2 separate regions of the Triticum aestivum genome follow, and region 1 is linked to region 2. Evidence: chromatin contacts called from public HiCAR-type data. All regions are on one chromosome and are shown on one strand. Each heading gives the region's core, a stretch centred on a gene start, on an enhancer-like site or on the middle of the called end of the contact. The rest is flanking DNA. Distances are from core to core; before and after follow the strand shown. Region 1 holds the start of LOC123069022 (serine/threonine protein phosphatase 2A 57 kDa regulatory subunit B' kappa isoform). Region 2 holds the start of LOC123069021 (auxin-responsive protein IAA1).

Region 1 (2,700 bases), core at 169-2,668, 370 kb before region 2:
GGCCAGTACTTCAACAGACCCCTAATCACAGTTCCTGCAAGCTTGGGTTCCTTCTCTATAAATTGTGTTATGCAGTAGGTCAGCTGCGGCAGATATACACCCACTGTCTTAGGCTTGTGAAGTGGGATCAACGCTTTCCATAGGAACAACTTATGCTCCTCCTTCAATGGCTTTGCAAACCCACTTATTACGCTGCCAAACACCTCCAACAGCTCCGATATCCCATTGTGATGGTCGGCCTCGGAGACAAACCTATAGAAGATATTGCTCACGGCCTTACGGATGAACGGTCGGTTTCCCATGAATTTTCCATATATCCTGTGCAACACCGTCTTCAAACAGTCCCTCTCTCTGGGATCATCAGAATCAAACAGGTCAAGCAGCTTGGAGATGAACGAACTGTCCACATACTTCCTAGCTACCTTGGGGTCAACAAATGGCGAGGTCACAAACCGCAGAAGCAATTCATACACAACTTGCAGGTGGTACCAAGAGGGGTCAAAGAAGGGCTCGTCCTCCTCTGTCTCCGACGTGGTGGTGCCTGATCGGACCTTGGGCGGGAAGACCCTGAAGAGGTTCACAGCGAACATGCGCACGCACGCCGACATCATCGCCTCCGTGAGGGGCTCCTCGGCGGCGCCAATTGAGTCGACGAGGGACATGAGGACCTGCCGCTTCCTCTCCTTCTCCGGCGAGTCCTTGCCCCGGTCGGTGAAGTCGTACACCGTGCAGCAAATGGTCACCTTCTCGATGAAGGCGTCCTCCCTGGACCTCCCCTCGGCTCCGGCGGCCCCCGAGGGGGACCTGGGCGAGGCGGGGGGCTTCCCGAATGCCCCATTCTCCCTGGGAGACATGGGATTGGACTTCGCCGTGGGCGAGCCCCCTCCTCCTCCGCCGCCAGGGCCAGATTTCAGCGATTTCCACGAGAGCTTGCCGATAAATTGCTTCCACATGGCGGCAGAATACGGCGGCACCAACACCACATCAAATTCTCCCCCAATCAAAGAACCATTGCGAGGAATCCGTCCTCCCGAGAATCAGCCGTGAAATTCCTCGCAGAAATTTTATGTAAAAGACGCACCTTGCGACAGCAACAGGAGATTGCAATGGCAGGGAGGGGGGGACTTCGACGGCAACAGCAACCGGAGATCTCAGGGTGAATTCCTTGCTCTCGGGCAGCTCACCGGCGCAAATGCGACGGATCAAGAACCGACGAATGAGCGCACCGCCAGAAAAAGGGGGGGAAAGGACAGGCCGCCTCAATCAGCGGGGTGCGCGGAGGAGCCAGGAACGCGACGGCGCGGAGGGGGGAGGCGGATCCAGCAATGGCGGCCTCAGGGCCAGATCCGGGGGCGGGAGGCGGCCATGGATGGGATCTCGGGAGGAGGGAGGGGAGGGGAGGGGGGAAAGGGCGCAGAAGTGAGGAATTTTTTTGGCGTTTTGGAGGGGGCGGTGGTACACAGACACACTGGAGGACGACAGTGCGAGTGAGGGAGAGAACGTCGCAGTGGCGATGCATGGACGGTTCGGTTCATCTGGGCCGTCCGATCAGGGGGATCGTGGTACGGCAGCCGTTGGATTGTCGAGCGGTTCTTTCCTCCTGGTAATTTCTTCTCCTTGCACAGACGATGATAGCGATGTTGGATGATAGGAGATCAGGTGCAACGGTCGAGAAATGTCTTGTCATTCGGCAGTTCATTTTTTTTCTCTATATTAAATGATAAAAATCACTAAGATTAATTAATCATGAAGAGAGCATGGCGTCTTTTTGAAAGAAATAATAACGTATCATTATGGAGACAATGCATAATATATAATCATCTGGGGGCGTCAGTGAGCAGGACCCCCCCACAGGACCAAACTCGTCTTCCTCCTCGTCAACATTTTTTTTGTAACAAGCTTCGTTCTTTGGTTTAGTAGTGCTTGTCGAGGTGTTGGGTTAGGCGAGGATTTCTTCGAGTTGCAGAACATACCGCATGCTTCTAGATCTTGTTTCATGGTAGGTGACTCATGTGGTGCCGACGACTCTAACGCAAGCCCTCTGAGGCAACACCACATCTGTGTTTCGGCAGCAACTTGACAAGCGAGAGAGGGAGCAAAATACAAGAGCTCGCGGCGGCGTGCAGTAGATGTTTTGCCATGGATTTTGTAGGAACCAGAAAATATTTTCAGGACAAGGATCATGATCCTTAGAACTTTTAGAGCCAATTCTCTTTTTTATTCCAACGATGCTTTTTGGCTCTTGGGCTCCATGAAACCTGAAATTTTTAAAACTTTTAGAGGTAATTCCCCCTTTTTTTGCTCGACTAGGGCTTTTTGGCTCTCAAACTCCATGAAGCCGGGAATTTTTAAAACTAATACAGCAATTCCCTTTTTTGCTCAACTGGGGCTTTGTGGCTCTCACGCTCCATGAAGCCTGGAATTTTCAAAAAATCAAAAAATCATTTTTAAATGTTGAAACAAATACACAAGTACTTATAGATGTATATTAGGGCCCTGTTCGAAGACCCGCCACTCCACCACTCCACGCTCGGAGCTGGAGTTAAATAGCATGGAGTTGGGAAACATATACTCAGTAGCTCCTCGTATTTTGAGGAGCTGGAGTGACTCCGAATAGGGCCTAGATGTGTGTAAAACTTCATCATGAAATACGTTCTGATGTGAGCAATAAAAAAATCATGGACTTTCATAGTGAATAGT
Region 2 (2,700 bases), core at 159-2,658:
ATCGCAGTTAGATAAATACAGACGGAATCAGCGAAGCAATTAATCTGTTCAAATCTCATGGTACAGACCCACGCAATGCACTGTGTGCTAACAACCAACAACATCTACCGGGGATCTAATTATTATGTATGAAAAATCAATCTCTTGCTCTAAACCACAAGCAAAGCAACCTTGGTGTTTCGTAACCAAATCGTAAAGCATCAGTTCATCACAACCATGTCCGTTGCAGATCTCAATCAAGCAATCTAATCTTAACAAAAATCACTTGTAAAAGTACTAGAGGATTTGGTCAATTCACCCAGATCAATGATATCCAATTTGATCAGTCCAAGAGCCTGACAGACAAATTAACCCAGTCCAAACAATCATCCAAGCACATAGCAGCAACAGGACACAATCATCCAAGCACATAGCAAAAGCTGGTAAAGATAACAAATCAAGGGGAAATCAGGGGAGGGTGGCGCAAGAAGCTCACTTCCAGGGGACGTCGCCGACGAGCATCCAGTCGCCGTCCTTGTCCTCGTAGGTGGGCACGTACTCCGTCCCGTTCACCGCGTCCACCAGCTTCATCTCGTCGTTGGCGAACTTCCCTGCGCACACCCAGCACATCGTCAGTTCAGTTGAGAACATGAAGCCGGCAAGCATGAGCAGGGGCCGGAGGCGAGGAGGGGTCGATTAAGGTACTCACTGATGGTGAAGTGGGAGCAGAACTTGCCCTGGAGCGCGCGGAGGAGCTGGTCGTAGCCGGCGTAGTCCCGCAGGTTCACCTTGCGCAGGTAGGGCGCGCCATCGACGGCCACCTTGACGAACTTGGCCGGCGCGGCGGCCGCCCTGGTGGACCCGGCGGCGACGTTCTCGAGCGCGTTCTTGCGGAACGACCTCACCGGCGGCCAGCCAACCACCCGCTCCCTGGTGAGCCAAACAAACAGCGGAAACCCCGGGTCAGGTCAATCCCAACCCAACGAACTCCCACGCAGTTCGCCGCAAGAAAGAAAGCCTTTTTTTTACGGGGAGCAGACGACAACAGGGGGGGGGGAGGGAGGGTGGCGCGTACTTGGGGGCCGGCGGAGCCTCGGCGAGGAGGGAGGAGCGGTCGGCGAGGGAGCAGGAGGAGGAGGAGGAGGCGCCGCGCTTGCGGTCGGGGTCGCCGGGGAGGCGCAGGGTGAGCGTGAGCGCGGTGTCCTCGAAGTCGAGCCCGGACGCCGCGGACGACTCCGTGGAGCTCCGCTCCGTCTCCGCCGACATGGCCACCGGCGTCGTCGCCCTCGTCAGCCTCTCTCGAGTGTCGAGCTCTGCGCGCGTCGGCGGTGGTGGCGGTGGCGGTGGCGGCTGCGTCGTCTTCTTCTGCTGCTGCGAATGCTGCCTGCCTCTGGTCTGGTCCAGCTTTGTGCGGTCCGGGGAGGCGGCAGGTTGGTTATAGACAGACCAGGCGGGCGGGCAGTGCCTGCCACCGGTCACCGGCGGTCAACGGTCACTGCCCCGGCCCAGCTTTACGCACCGACGCACGCACCGCGCCATATTTCCACTCACACCCCTGCTCCCTTGCTCCAGTGGGACGGAGCCGCGATAACGGAGAAGCGCGAGGTGCGAGGCGCAAAACGGGCAGGGGTCGGCTTTCCCGAAACGGAACGGAAAGCGGAACAGTGGCGGCACGGCGGGCCGCGCGAGCGGGTGGGCCCGGGCTGCCGGTTGGGCGCCCTGCAGCGGCCCGCGGATGCGGCGAGCGGCGGGGCCCGCCGTGCCTTGCGCTGCACGGCCGGCCGGCCGCGCGATCGCCAGCGGACGGCGCGGGAGGCGTCGCTCGAGGACGGAACTGTTGGGCATCATATCATCGGCGCACGTACGTACGGTTGCGCCATCGGCCTCAGCCAACATGGATCCGTGCTGCCGGTGGGTCGCACCGATGGAACCAAATCTTGCGCGGGAGCTTTGTTCCCGGGTGACACGCCACCTTGTTTTGATTGGTTTGTCCAATGCCCAATGGTGATACATGGTTCCAAGATTTTATTTCTAGAAACACAACATGCGCTGTAGCCGATCACAGGCATGCACCCACGAGCCAACCATCCAATGTCCGTCAATTTGAATTCAAAGTCTATGATCACATAGAGCGCGCCGGATGACATCCCCAATCGCAATAAAAAAAAGGAACAAGTATGCATAATTTTTACATTCTCAATTACGAAAAAACATTGTCCGGCAATCTGTGCAAAAAATTGGATCACATGCATGCACGCACCCCGGACCTCTACGCTCTATGGTGCGCGTGCGCAGTGTACCATTGAAAGAATAGTGACAAAAATTGATAATTAGCCTTCTCATTTGAGGACCGAGATTATCCACTCGCCTACGAGCATCCCTAGTTCTCTACTCGAGATGTATATACTCCCTCCGTCCCAAAATTCTTGTCTTAGATTTGTCGAAATACGGATGTATCAAGTCACATTTTAGTATTAGATACATCCGAATCTAGTCAAATCTAAGACAAGAATTTTGAGACGGAGGGAGTACTTCCCATAGTAACTCTTAACTAGTCTCGTATGGAGAGGCGTGTCAAAAGAGAGCACCGCATCTCTCCTTCATCTTTGATGTAAGGTTGTTGCAAGATCAAGCTCATTACTTGCCCTTTAGAAGATCAAGGATTTCGCTACCAAATCGTCTTTTCTATCTCGGAGGAGGGGAGTCGTGCTGCAATAAACA

The links. HiCAR-type assays count read pairs that join an accessible place to other places.
Region 1: a HiCAR-type map of leaf shows a contact between it and region 2, with 9 times the contacts expected there. The contact joins the promoter of LOC123069022 here to the promoter of LOC123069021 in region 2. A contact is called at or near these places in 3 of 5 Hi-C or Micro-C datasets (leaf and an unstated tissue) and 1 of 1 datasets of contacts at active chromatin or transcription factors (leaf).

What each region holds. Positions count from the first base shown.
Region 1 is chr3B:139,120,924-139,123,623 of IWGSC CS RefSeq v2.1, reverse strand. It overlaps LOC123069022 (serine/threonine protein phosphatase 2A 57 kDa regulatory subunit B' kappa isoform), which reads right to left and starts at 1,418. Exons shown (of 2, transcript XM_044491751.1): 1 at 1-1,418. The coding sequence starts at 953.
Region 2 is chr3B:138,753,630-138,756,329 of IWGSC CS RefSeq v2.1, reverse strand. It overlaps LOC123069021 (auxin-responsive protein IAA1), which reads right to left and starts at 1,408. Exons shown (of 5, transcript XM_044491750.1): 1 at 1,055-1,408; 2 at 689-909; 3 at 476-590. The coding sequence starts at 1,245.